4 separate regions of the Mus musculus genome follow, and all the other regions are linked to region 2. The links are chromatin contacts, called in public HiChIP or PLAC-seq, capture Hi-C and promoter capture Hi-C maps. All regions are on one chromosome and are shown on one strand. Each heading gives the region's core, a stretch centred on a gene start, on an enhancer-like site or on the middle of the called end of the contact. The rest is flanking DNA. Distances are from core to core; before and after follow the strand shown.

What was found. Promoter capture Hi-C pulls out the DNA fragments that hold promoters and counts their contacts. HiChIP or PLAC-seq counts read pairs in DNA pulled down with a chosen protein or histone mark. Capture Hi-C pulls out chosen DNA fragments and counts their contacts.
Region 1: a contact with region 2 is called in a promoter capture Hi-C map of pre-B cells, with 5 times the contacts expected there. The contact joins the enhancer-like site here to the promoter of Neil3 in region 2. A contact is called at or near these places in 9 of 39 promoter capture datasets (the 3T3-L1 cell line, 3T3-L1-derived adipocytes, the C10 cell line and 4 more), 1 of 15 datasets of contacts at CTCF or cohesin (large pre-B cells), 7 of 115 datasets of contacts at active chromatin or transcription factors (the 230-238 cell line, bone marrow-derived macrophages, embryonic stem cells and 3 more) and 2 of 9 other capture datasets (adipose tissue and liver).
Region 3: an H3K4me3 HiChIP or PLAC-seq map of pro-B cells shows a contact between it and region 2, with 7 times the contacts expected there. The contact joins the enhancer-like site here to the promoter of Neil3 in region 2. A contact is called at or near these places in 16 of 39 promoter capture datasets (the 3T3-L1 cell line, 3T3-L1-derived adipocytes, the C10 cell line and 10 more), 2 of 15 datasets of contacts at CTCF or cohesin (the NIH/3T3 cell line and pro-B cells), 2 of 484 Hi-C or Micro-C datasets (bone marrow-derived macrophages and short-term hematopoietic stem cells), 15 of 115 datasets of contacts at active chromatin or transcription factors (the 230-238 cell line, CD8 T cells, the NIH/3T3 cell line and 10 more) and 3 of 9 other capture datasets (adipose tissue, liver and pancreatic islet).
Region 4: a contact with region 2 is called in a capture Hi-C map of macrophages, with 4 times the contacts expected there. The contact joins the promoter of Spcs3 here to the promoter of Neil3 in region 2. A contact is called at or near these places in 15 of 39 promoter capture datasets (the 3T3-L1 cell line, 3T3-L1-derived adipocytes, the C10 cell line and 11 more), 5 of 484 Hi-C or Micro-C datasets (B cells, LSK cells, embryonic stem cells and 2 more), 8 of 115 datasets of contacts at active chromatin or transcription factors (bone marrow-derived dendritic cells, bone marrow-derived macrophages, embryonic fibroblasts and 4 more) and 3 of 9 other capture datasets (adipose tissue, liver and macrophages).

What each region holds. Positions count from the first base shown.
Region 1 is chr8:54,162,040-54,165,314 of GRCm38.p6, reverse strand. All of the region lies in intron 3 of Vegfc (vascular endothelial growth factor C), which reads right to left. Among named protein-coding and RNA genes, the nearest start is that of Gm33153, 80 kb to the right of the region's middle. Within about 2 kb of position 1,609, at least 45 of the 459 cell types and tissues checked have an H3K27ac peak or open chromatin away from gene starts, as enhancers often do. A contact at or near this core is called in second pharyngeal arch cranial neural crest and stem cell-derived neural progenitor cells, where this site is marked.
Region 2 is chr8:53,637,720-53,640,972 of GRCm38.p6, reverse strand. It overlaps Neil3 (nei like 3 (E. coli)), which reads left to right and starts at 1,908. Exons shown (of 10, transcript NM_146208.2): 1 at 1,908-2,217. The coding sequence starts at 2,062.
Region 3 is chr8:54,492,064-54,495,069 of GRCm38.p6, reverse strand. No RefSeq gene overlaps it. Among named protein-coding and RNA genes, the nearest start is that of Spcs3, 36 kb to the left of the region's middle. Within about 2 kb of position 1,344, at least 5 of the 459 cell types and tissues checked have an H3K27ac peak or open chromatin away from gene starts, as enhancers often do. A contact at or near this core is called in pro-B cells, where this site is marked.
Region 4 is chr8:54,528,746-54,531,995 of GRCm38.p6, reverse strand. It overlaps Spcs3 (signal peptidase complex subunit 3 homolog (S. cerevisiae)), which reads left to right and starts at 1,998. Exons shown (of 5, transcript NM_029701.1): 1 at 1,998-2,233. The coding sequence starts at 2,091.

The DNA of each region.
Region 1 (3,275 bases), core at 360-2,859, 520 kb before region 2:
GGAAATATTTCTGACCTTACGTTCCCTGTTGTTATCTACTGGCATTCTTCAGTAAGAATATGTAATGGTCAATTCTCACCAACAAGAATGGACTGCGAATAGAGTGCACTTTGAAACAATAGTGTTTACCCAACATAGCAACTCCTACACATCAACAGTTCAATCTCCGTACACCTTACAGGCTGGTCAAGAGAGAGTGCAGAGCTTCCTCGCTGGGAATACCCTGGAGTACAATTTATTCCCAAATTCAACAGGAATATTGTGGGATACAAATATGTTCCTAAAATGAGACTTTTAAAGCATCTTCATATCTGAAATAGAATTCTCTTTTCTCTTTTCTTCTAATTATCCTAACTTTGAGCACATTCAACATTAAAAAAGAAAAAAAGAAAAAGTTGTGACTGGAAGGTATAAAAGCAATAATTCCTAAAAATGAGAAGAGGTGAAAGTTCAAAGTTCATGTCTGCAGTTAAACTTAGTGTCCTGGCCACACACCCACAGCTGTTCAAAGCCTTTAGAACTCAAGAGTAGATTTAAAATGAAAAGCAGATAGAAGAGTCTTGACACTCAGCTCTGAACACATTTTAACATACTGTGATGCATGAAACTCACACCACATTACAAATAGGTTAAAACCTCAAGTCAGGAGCTCTCAGAGTCCTTGATAAAATTCTTAACACCATCAATATCTTTATTTGACCAAAAGCAATGCTTTTTTTCACAGATTTATTGGTTAAAATAATATTTTCCTGAAGAAAATATTATTATTGCATAACTTTCTGCTAACTTTCCTGGTCAAGAGCTCTTTCTCCACATCAAGATGAAACCTGTTTTCTAGCAACTGTACTTGCCAAATATTAATTTGTTAAGGACACAACACAAATCACATTCCATTTAAAAATACATGAATACATACGAGTGGAATAAATTAATCTTCCATGCCCCTGCAGCATTCTGGAAGAAATATTTCTAACTACAGTGCAAATAATACCGCCTACTTGTACTATAAAGATCCATATTATACTGAGGTTCAAATGTATTCTGTTGTAAAAAAAAATATGATACATTGTATTCAAATATAAAGAAATAATGTTGGCAATACATATGTTTATATAATTTCTATAAACTTAAAGAAACAAATTGCTGTATCTTTTTGAGTAGGAAATACAGAATTTTAAATAATGCTTAAAATTAGTTCATGAAGCTAGACTGGTTTCTCTTGCCTAGTGCCTAATGACTATTTAAAAAAAAAACTGCTCAACTTCTTGAGAGCAAACTTCAGGCGTCACAGTTATACCTTTGGTCCTAGTAACCATGCATTCATTATTATGATCTTTATGATGCCATTTTGGGGGAAATGGGAACATTCATGGCACTTCAGACTCCACATGCACATTTTCATAGCAGATACCTTTCTTCTGGCTCTACTTTCATCAACAAATAACTTATTTTCTGCAAGATTCACTTTAGCTTTTGCTGTGATCTCTTAACTGTACAGCTTCACATAGGAAAGTACACTCAGGGCATGTTCACGTGAGTCTACGATGGCATTCCGTCAATATGCTTCTAGCCGTTCCAGGGGGAGCCTGCTGAAGCAGTTGCTATTGGTTACGTCAGTTTGGAATGCACAGACCATGTGGTTTCACTTTGCAACTAGAAACTGGCTTCCTTGTGCATTCTGATAACCTGCCCTTCACAAAGACCCATAAAAAAAAACCCACATTTCTATGAAGTTTCCATTTTAAAAATCAACAATTGGAGCATAACACTAGAGATGCTGGTGTTGTTAAGGTTTATATACTCAGACTGGTGAGGTTGGCTGCTAAAATACGTGTCTGAAACTTTAACAAAACAAAAGCTTGGGTCCCCCCCCACACACACACACACTTTTACCTTAAAGACATTTAACAGTAAGAAATTTATTGGAAAGACATCTTCACACATTCCCATGTGTACATTGAAAAAGTATCTTTTTTTATAAATATAGGAGAAAGTTATTCAGTGGAAGATTTAACAAACTGTATTAGTAAAAGGAGAAATAGAACTGAACACTTCCTTCCTGCCCTGGGGTGTTTCATGCTTTAGCTACAAAAACTCCATGAAAGCACTTTTGTAAACCTGTAGGGTTCTCATTTGGAACACATCCACTACTTTTAATAACTCTATGAGTATTAATTTTATTTTAAAATTTTAGTTTTAATTATGTGTATGTATGCAAGGGAGGGGGATTTTGTGTGTACACTGAGTGCAGGGGCCTGTGGAGACTAGAGCAGTTCTTTCCCCTGAAGCTGGAGTTACAGACGTTTGTGACCCATCAGAAATCAGTGCTGGGAATTGAATTCTGGTCCTGTAAAAAATTGGTACTCTTAACCTCTGAACCCAAATACTAATTCCCTTGGCCACATACTAAATTCTATTGGAGAGAATCTATATGTCATTACTTACTTTAAAACAACACTAAGTTCCACTCATTTAACTAAAGTTAAGTTAAGTTTATTAGTCCAAACAAACAAACAAACACAAGAACATCCTTTTGGAGGGAGGAGGACATGGTTTTACAAAATGAAAGGAAGTAGTGACTGAAACGAATAACGAATGGTGGTTTTACCTTGGCATTTGATTTTCTCTTCTAATAAATACAGTTAGTATTCATAAGAATTATAAGCTTCATTTGATAGTACAACTATTAAAGTTATTCTTTCTCCCAAATTAGAAGTGGAAGACACGGCCACTTCACTAGATTTCTGTGTCCAACTTCATTCTAGCATCTGCATCTTTTAGTGCTTTCACCATCACAAAACCTTCATACTCAAACTCAACCTCTGACCTTGAAGTCATTTCCCTTCATTGAACCACTCTCTCTACTTGGTGCCAAGTGTTGAGCACAGGCCAAGTATAGCACTAAGTATTCTCTAGGTTAATAAACAAACAATGTTTACATTCACAGAATTTAGAGCCCAGAGAATAAAAATCAATAGATAAAAATGAAAACAATGTCATGGGAATGTGGAAATGGCTTCTATGAGTAACCAAGCCTGCGGTTGAGCAGAACGTCACTAGGTAAATGGAAACTGCATTCACCACTGCAGGTGAACAGCTACTTAAGCCAAGAGTTATGGAATCTGAGTAGCAGTGAGAAGCAGCTTTTACAGGTGAAAACAATGACAAATGGGAGCTGAGAGGAAGAGACTGTAGAAAGCCCAGGGAAGTTGTGTCTTAAGGAATGGAACAATATTCAACTTAGTGTCTCTGTACAAATCAGACCTCATGATTTT
Region 2 (3,253 bases), core at 659-3,158:
AAGAATCTTAAACTTACCTGACACTTCTGGGGGTATAGACCAGATGACTATATCAAGTGAGGGATTCCTTCTATATCGTAACACAAATGATGAGATTACATATTTGACACATATAAAGGTAGGAAGAAAAATTTAGTAAAGATATCAGGCTCAATGATAATAATTAGTATTCTAATATCTTCTAAACCTACTTTGTGTGTGTGTGTGTGTGTGTGTGTGTGTGTATGTGTGTATCTGAGGACTAGTTTGTTCCACAGTGCAACAGTCACATGTGCAGATCAGAGGACACCTTATAGGAGTTGATTTTCCTAGGTAGGTTTGAGGCATGGAATTGAGGTCAGCAGGCTTGGTGGCAAGTGCCTTTACTCTCTGAGACATCATGTTGAGCCAATGTCTTAGGGTTTTATTGCTGTGAAAATGCACGACAGAGGCAACTCTTACAAGGGAAAATGTTTAATTGGAGCAGGCTTACAGTTTCAGAGGTTCAGTCCATGATGATTCATATCGGGAAGCATGGCAGGTGTGCAAGCATATATAGTGTCGGAGGAGCCAAGAGTTCTAAATCTTGATCTGAAGGCAGTCAAGTAGGAGACTGGATGTGTTTCACACCGGGCGTAGGTTGAGCATTTGAAACCTCTAAACGCCTACTCCACAGTGACAGACTTTCTCCAGTAAGACTACATCTCCTCCATCAAGGCCATACCTCCTAATAATGCTACTCCATCCAGGACTATGGGAGATGTTTTTATCGAAAACATCACAAAATCCCAGTCATTTAAATGTTGCAAGTAGATTTTAGAGCGGGCAGTGGTGGCACATGCCTTTAATCCCAGCACTTGGGAGACAGAGGCAGGCAGATTTCTGAGTTCAAGGCCAGTCTGGTCTACAGAGTGAGTTCCAGGACAGTCAGGTCTATACAGAGAAACCGTCTCCAAAAAAAAAAAAAAAAAAAAAAAAGCCAAACAAACAAACAAAGAATTACTGCAAGAATTACTGTTCACACGGAAGTTGTTACTACTTAACAGTAATTACTGTTATGAATTATAATGTAAATATTTGTGTTTTCCAATGATCTTAAGTGACCCCTGTGAAAGCATCATTTGACTCCCGCAAAGGGATTGTAACTCACAGGTTACAACAGCTGCTAGGTAATAAGTTGTATTGCAATTGTGTTCTTCCTCTGGTGTGATCTGCAATCACACCTAGAGCACAGCTAAGCAGGTCTATGGCCAGAACTATAAGACCTCTTGCTACCAGCCCATGTAAATGAACCTCTTGAAAGAGGATCCCCTAGCTACAACCAAACCTACCTTGTAACTTTTAGAGAACTGGGGAGCCAGAACCACCCAGCTGGACTTTGCCAACTTCTAACTCACAGAAATTTCTAAATAATAAATGATGTCATTCTTTAGATAGCAATAAACAATACAGAGGTGAAAGGGAAAGGGCTATTTCAGACTTTTCTCCATCAAAGGACAGAGATCAGAAATGAATTTTAGTTAACAGAATATAGAGTCCAGACAGTCCCGAGTCTGATGTAGACAAATGTAACCATTCATCATCCTACACTGGAAAGCCAACTAGACAAATCTCCACATTTAGTTTTCCACTTTTACTTCAGTACAGTGCTGGGCTTTTATGAAACCGCAAACTTGACGTTGTTTTAATGTGATCGATTTCAGCTCAAAAAGTATGGGCTGAGTAGTTCGAACGTAGTTTTTAGTCTTCAACTCCCAGTTTCCTGAGTTTTTACACTGAGCCGGGTTCTGTGACTCCTTTCACTGTGCACTGGCTCAGGAAATACCGATGACACAAGTGTGAGACCTGCAGAGCCCTGAGTTCTGTGGGCTGCCTGGATCCCAGAGCAGAGTCCGCACCACCTAGGCGTGGCCTGGCCGCAGATGGGCGGGGTTTGCTGGTGGGCAAGCCTAGGCTGGGCGGGGCGGGGCGCGCGGGAGATTTGAACTTCCCGCCCAGTGTGGGTCAGCAGGAAAGTGAAGTTGCCTGGTTGTTTTCCAGTCAGGCCTTGCAACTAGCAGGGGTTCCGGGCGGGCTACAGAGATGGTGGAAGGGCCAGGGTGTACACTGAATGGAGAGAAGATCCGGGCACGAGTGCTACCGGGGCAGGCGGTGACTGGTGTGCGGGGCACAGCTCTGCAGAGCCTCCTGGGCCCTGCCATGTCCCCTGCCGCCTCCCTGGCTGATGTCGCTACCTCGGTAAGTCAGTCCTGTGTCCTGCTTGGAAGCTGCAGCGGGAAGTGGAGTAAAAACACCACCCAGGTTCTGGGATCCCCAATCTACTCTGGTTCCCAAGACCTAGAGCCTGTGTTTCCCGACATTTATTTAACCTGAGAAGTGAGTCTTAGCTCTAGCAGCTGTCTAACAGTGCCAGTGCTAGATCCACCGAAGGCGTTTTGTTCCAACCCTGTTAACAGGCAGTCAGCAAAAGATGCTTTCTGCTGTTTACCGTCTACATTCACTGACGTTATCATCGGATTTGTGCGAAGTCTGGTATGTTTTTCTTTCCACGTTGTAAGACTGAACTCGTAACATAGACTTTTAGCCCTTTTCCAGCCCCAAATTCTGCAGTTGATCAGTAGTATATAATTCTAACGTTGCACATGGAAAATTTAGCACGAACATCTCACTCAGCTGAATATTGCCATCTAATGAAGGGGCAGTAAAAGCTAGTTCTGGTTTCCTTAAGTGAATTTATTTCTTTTGAAAGCAAATCGTAGCACAGTTTGCCACTCAGGCATACATTGCTGATGGCTGGATAGTCATTTGGTAAGAACTTAGAACTATACTAAAAATATTCTGATTAAACGACCAGGCTTTTAAGGCCCTTTAGATGTGTGGTTAATTGTATTTCATGGATACATGCAATATTGTGCTGTTCTTCAATTTCTCCTGCAAAGCTCCCTCATAGCCTTTGGTCTAGGAAAGAAGTTGTCTGTTATGCAATTAGCATATGCTCCCAACTTGAAAGAAACAAGGAAGATGTATTTTCAAGCTGAGGGAGGAAAAAAAAAAAGGTTTGGATCTTTTAACAGTTATGCTTTTATTTATTTTGACTTGGTGTGTCAACAAGTGCTCTGTACTTTTTAAAAAATTATGTTTCTCGAAATTATTTCAGAGTACTATAGAGATCTATGCTAATGGTTTCTCTAAAGTATTAGTTTTGACGAAGATCACTCATTCAGCAAAATTTTGCATACTCTCAAAGTACAGGAGGGTGAAAATACATTTGTCT
Region 3 (3,006 bases), core at 95-2,594, 850 kb before region 2:
AAAATTTGTTTCTGAATATTGCATTAATGAATTTATAAATTACATTATGTTTTTAGAATTTAATTAACTACTTGATGCCTTCAGAATTGGTTGTGACATTTTGTAAATATAAATAGTCCCCAAATTTCAGTAGCTTTCTAGAATGTACTTTCTAATCACAATACATGTCGGAGAAATTAGCCAGGTCCTGATCTTTGTAATTGATCCTCTGTCTTTGGCAACCTCAGTGTAAGCATCCAGGGATCTGAGTTCGGAGGAGGAGGAACAGGATGAAAGATGAAGAGGAGAAGGCAGAGGAGGAAGAGGAGGAGGAGGTGGAAGAGGAAGAGGATGAGGAGGGTAAAAGGGAAAGAGGGGAGGGGAATAGGAGGAATGGTAAGAGTAGGATATGGTGACTGAGGCAGCAGAGTCTTTCAAGTCATCTTTGAGTGGATGGGTTATATTTAATAACAGAATATATTTCTGGAGTCTCTTTGTTTCTTTCTTTGCTTGTTTCTTTCTATCTTTCTGTTCCCCTCCCTCCCTTCCTTCCTTCCTTCCTTCCTTCCTTCCTTCCTTCCTCCCTCCCTCCCTCCCTCCCTCCCTCCCTCCCTTCCTTCCTTCCTTCCTTCCTTCCTTCCTTCCTTCCTTCCTTCCTTGACTTCAGTTGTTTACCAGGGATAACATCTGTTTCTGGAAGGGGTTTTCCTCCTAGTGTCATGTCATCAAAAAGTAACTTGGTCCATCACCCAGAATTAGTTTTGTTGATTGTTTTAGTATCCCTTGTGCAATTAAACATGTGTGTAGTAGAATAGGGAGATGGGATTTGTATAAAAGTGAGCAGTGCTCCAACCAGCTTGCCGGCCAGTTTAGGAAATAACAGGAAAGAAACAGAAGGAAACGGCTGGAGAGATGGCTCAGCAGTTAGAAGCATTTGTTCTCGTAGAGGAACCAGCAACCACCCACATAATGGCTCACAACTGTCTGTAACTCCACCTCCAGGGAATATGACACCCTCTTTTGACCTCTGTGGGTGTGAGGCATGCATACAGTGCACCTACATACACAAAACAAAACAGCCACTCTCATTTATATAAAACAAAGAAATCTGAAATGAGGAGAGAAGAAGAGAAAGATTAAAGAAAGCACAGGAAGGAGACAGCTGGTGTCTGGAGGCTGAAGGTTCAGAAGGCTGTAGGATTTTGTTGAAGAGCACTGAAGATAAGGACAGCGGCAGAGTAGAAACCCAGAGCTATAGATCGAATAGTAACTCAAGATTGGGTGGATGGGTATTATATGGATAACACCTAAGCCCTTAAAAGGCCTCCACAGATGAAGCCGTGTATCCTGTTTTGGATGAGTGAGCTGAAACCCACGCTCTCCCCAGAGAGTGAGTTAGTGAACGCAAATGAACACCACTTCAGCTCAGTATCTCAAGGTTTTATTGTTTTAGTTTCTTTTTCAATGAAACGTAACATTTCGTCCAGTCCACTTCATCCCCGTTAAAGAACATTTGTTAAGGTCTTATGCAATTTTGGATATCAAGAGGGTTAGATACTTTATATTTTTATAATCCGAGTGTTTGGTATCTGACATAAGTAAGTTACAGATACATTTAACAAAAATCATTATTGTGGAAAGTTAACGCATATTTCAAGGGTGTTTCCACATTCCGCGTGATCACTGTATTAGTTATTTGGAAGACATGGGGAAGAGCAGCAATCTCGAATAAGAGGCGACAGCATTTCTGGTCGATGTCCACTAGGTGGTGCTGTTGAGCTCAAGATTCAGTCTGATGCATATTTTAACTCAGGAATGTGACTACAGAAAACATTTTAGTGTGCTATTGTCTCCTCATAGATTACACCTAAATCTATGCCTAGGATACATTTTTTTTTCAATTTAGAGACATTTATAATGTTTGAAATTTAAAAACTGTTAGCATTTTAAGGATGTGGTATGGTAGTAATTTGTTGCTGTTGAAGTACATATAAAGGAACTTTTCCCATTCTTCCCAGGTGTTTTGTTTTGTTTTGTTTTTACATTTAAAATGAGCTTTAAATTCAGAATGTGGCTAGTTCACCTTTTGGACAGAAGATAGATTTCATTTTCAGGCTGTAAAAGTGTAGACAAGATAACACAAAGCTAAAATATCTCCTATGATTTTTTTTTAAAGGAAGATAACATATTGAATGGATGTATGTCTAAAAAAGACTGACGTTGAGATCAGATTTCCCAGTCCATCGCCTTGTGGCATTCTGAAGAATACCCAAAATGCTAAAGAGTAAATAATGTTTCTTTCAACCAATGGATGGAGAGTGTGCGGTGTAACTGTGTTACAGCTCTGTGAATATGTTGTGGCAGACTGATGACAAACCCATGTGAGACTCGTTTTCCTTTGCTATATTGGTGAAGAAACTGAGCAAAAGTGGAGTCTCTGGTGGCTACTTTCTTGGTGTCTGTGGGTCTCTAACCCAGCTCCTGCTTAAAAAAGAGAAGACAAGAGCAGGACCAGATTATGAGGAAAAAGGAGAAGAAGAAGGAGGAGGGAGAAGAGGGAGAAAAGGAAAGGAGGAGAGGAAGAAGAGAAGGAATAGGAGGAGGGAGAGGAGGAAAGGAGGAGGGGAAGAAGAGAAGGAGGGAGAGAGAGGAAGGAAGGACTAGAGGGGGAGGGGGAGGGTGGAGAGGAGAGAGGAGGAGAGGAGGAAGAGGGGGAGAGGTGGAAAGGAAGAAAAGGAGGGAGAGGGGGAGAGGGGGAGGAGGAGGAAGAGGAGGAGGAAGAGGAGGAGGATTTTCAGTAAGTGCTCATGGACAACTCCTACATCTTTACTAGAATTTGCACAAGTAGAAAGTATTAATGAAGTACAAGTGACAGGCGAAGAATACTGTGTCCCTTGGAGTAGCTTGTGTGGCAGGAAGCACAGACCATAGAGCCATGCAACACTGCACAGTGAACTGGAACTCTCTTGCTTACACTCTGTGAGAGTGGCCAGGTTTCTATGGTTATCTGACCAGATATGGTTATGG
Region 4 (3,250 bases), core at 749-3,248, 890 kb before region 2:
TTTCTACAAGCTATGCATTTACATTGGAAAATTTGGAACTAGGAGCATCCAATGAGAAACAACAACAACAACAACAACAAAAACATGTGAAGTTTCTCTTTCAGAGTCTGGGTTACCTTCCTCGGTATGATGTTTTCTAGTTGCATCACTATGTGCAAAGTTCATGATTTCATTTTTCTCTACAGTATTCACAGACAGGTTTTCTATAATTGTTGAGGTATGGCCATTTGCTTGTATTGTAATGCTAAGTGTGGGTCCCCAAGACTTGGAGAAGAGGGAGTCTAAACCTAGTGAGCTGTGTGACCTTGCCCCCAAGTTATTTCATTGGTGAATAAAGATACTGACAGCCAATAGCTGGGCAGAAGAGACATAAGCAGGTTTTATGGTTCTCGGGCTCTGGGGGAGGGGGTGTTGTTGTTGTTGGGAGAAGCACAAGCAGAGAGAAGAGGAAAGGAGGAAGAGAAAGTTAACAAGGGTTAGGAGTCATGGCCCTGTGGGCTTGGAGTTACAAGCAGCCCACATGAAACATAGTAAGTAAAAACTCTGGGTTATTGATAGGAAAGTAGATTCTAATACCACAGAGGATGGATATCTGCCCAGCTTTTATGCTGCTTAGAGTTTAATATACATATAAAGGTTGTGTGTGTCTTTTTATCCAGGAACTGAATGATCAAAGGTGGGGTTAAGACCCCAATTGAGATTAAATATCTCCACAGCATCCAACAGGCCATTACTTTCCCAGGTACACTTCAGTCTTTTGTTTCACAGGTACTTCTTTACCTACTGGGAACAGATTATTGGGTGTGTCTTACATATACCTCTAAGTGTTCAGTATATTTCATAGCATGTATCCTGGCACTCATCATCTGTAACAAGAGGCATCCTTTCTCTAAGTTACTCTATAGTAATAATACTAGGTAGTGTGTGGGTTGATTTGTTCTGTCTCACCACATACATGGCTTCCTCATTTTGTCTCTAGCACTATGTAGCATCCCTCAGTATTTATACCTGTTTTATAATTTAAGCTGCTGCTTTGATTTTGATAACTTTACTCAGTTATAAACCTCAGTAGGGTTTATACAAAGTGATCAATATACTTTTGTGTCTCACTTGCAGCACAGTAACTATTTATTAAAACCTTCCTTCACTGAATACAGTGTGGCTACCCGAGAGATTGAATAACCAAGGTTTTAAACACATCTAAAGACCACTCTGACTATAACTGCTACATATTTCATTTATTGGCTCTATTCTATTTGAGCCAGGGTCTATTCTGTTACACTCTCCATTCGAGGCCTAGAATATGCACTAGGCAATTCTTAATGATCCTGCCTGTATGCTGTATGAAAATTAATTGCATGGTAATGACTGAGAGGAGTTTAATCAATATCAGTTTCTCATTAACACCGTTTCATGGTTTACAGCAGCTGTTGTACAACAACCTATTTTGGATAAGTGGAAATATTTGGGATTGTGGTATAAAACACGTAACTTAAGTAGAGGTTCGGTTCTCTGTTGAAAGCAAAGCAACAGGGATTTGACTAATTGTCTAGTGCGAAGGCTGCATACCAACACTGGTGTCCCTGACTGCTATTTAGGTGCCTGATTGATTTCATTTTTCCTCCTTTCCAAAAATGTCCAACTTTACCAGCTTTGATAGAGGTGAGCTGGGACCACGCGTTTTGAAAAGTGACTACCACAGAACAGTTAAGGGGCCGCTGTCCCTATAAACTTAACTGAAGGTCAACTCGCAAAATGCTACTTCCCTACCAAGCCACAGAGGCCATGGAACAACTGAGCAGTGGAGGAGGCGGGTCTCCCCCCACACCCCCGTGGCAAAGCCCAACCCCCGTGCTCTTTGATGATTGGCGGATTCACTGAAAGCACCGCCTTCCGGCGCGTGCACGGCCGCCCAGTGGGTGGGACCCAGAGGGTGTGGGAGCGTGCGCGCTCCCGTCGGAGGACCGGAAAGGGGGCGGGGCGGGACGTGCGCACCCGATGCGCGGGTGGGCGGGGACTGGTCGGCCGCGGGAAGCAGAGCCTGAAGTGCGAGTGTGGGAGCCGGGGCCCGGGAGGGAAAGGTCGCCACGATGAACACCGTCCTGTCGCGCGCGAACTCCCTGTTCGCCTTCTCGCTGAGCGTGATGGCGGCGCTCACCTTCGGCTGCTTCATCACCACCGCCTTCAAAGACAGGAGCGTCCCAGTGCGGCTGCACGTCTCGCGGATCATGCTGTGAGTGCGGCCGGCCGGCCGGCCCCGCCCGGGGCTGTGTGCGCGGTCCCCGAGGGCTTCGCCGCGGGCCGTCCACTCCGCGGACGCGCGTCCCGGGGCCCTCAGACCCCAGCCCTGCGCGGTCGTCTCCCGAGTGGCCTGGGTCAGCGCTCCCCTTCCTTCCTGTTCTGCACGTCCCTCACCCACCCGGGCCAATGAGGGAGCAACACAACAGCACACCCACACCCGCGCTTCCGCCCGGCGCCTCCCCGCCTGCAAGCGCGCGTGGGGACCTCAGCCAGTCCCCAGTCCCCCCTGGCCTGGGTGTCCATCCAGGCGCCTCGGTGGGTGGCTCTGGTGTCACGTCCAGCCCCAGTTGGTTCTCTTTGACAGTCCCTGAAGACGTCTGTCTGTCCCTCGTGGACACACTACTTGGCAGCTGCTGCCTTGAAGTTAGGATGTGCAGGATGCACAGGGGCGGTTTAAACATCCCAGTTTCTTGTTATTTTTAACGTCATTCTTTAGCCAGCAACCTGAATAAGTCTTAGGAGACATTAAAAATAGAATTTCGAAATGACTGTTCTTTTCCCGTACTGCCTGTTTTATTTATAGCATTTCCCTCCATTTTTCTGGCACTTTTATCTTTCACGCAGTGGTTTTAATTCCTGTATGCTCTGTGTGAACTGTCCTCTACAATCTGCCCGTTCTTTTAGCCTTGGTTTACTAATTTGTTTGTCAGAATCACCAGTAAGTGTCTCCTCTTACTACTGCTGCTGCTTTTGATTTTTCATTTTTATCCCCAACACTTTTTGTTAGGTACTATTGGTGATTTAAATAGACGTAGCTTAGATACCGGCCCTGCCATCACCTTCTGTGGTGACCTAGATAAACTTGAAACATATTAAACATTGTGATCTTAAACAGGTTTCTTGCAGTCGCAGGTGTTAACATTTGTTGTAAGTGAAGAAAGTCACTGGAAGGATTGTTGTATGGATTTCAGATAATTGTGGAAAGTGCATGTTGGCTCTGACATATGGC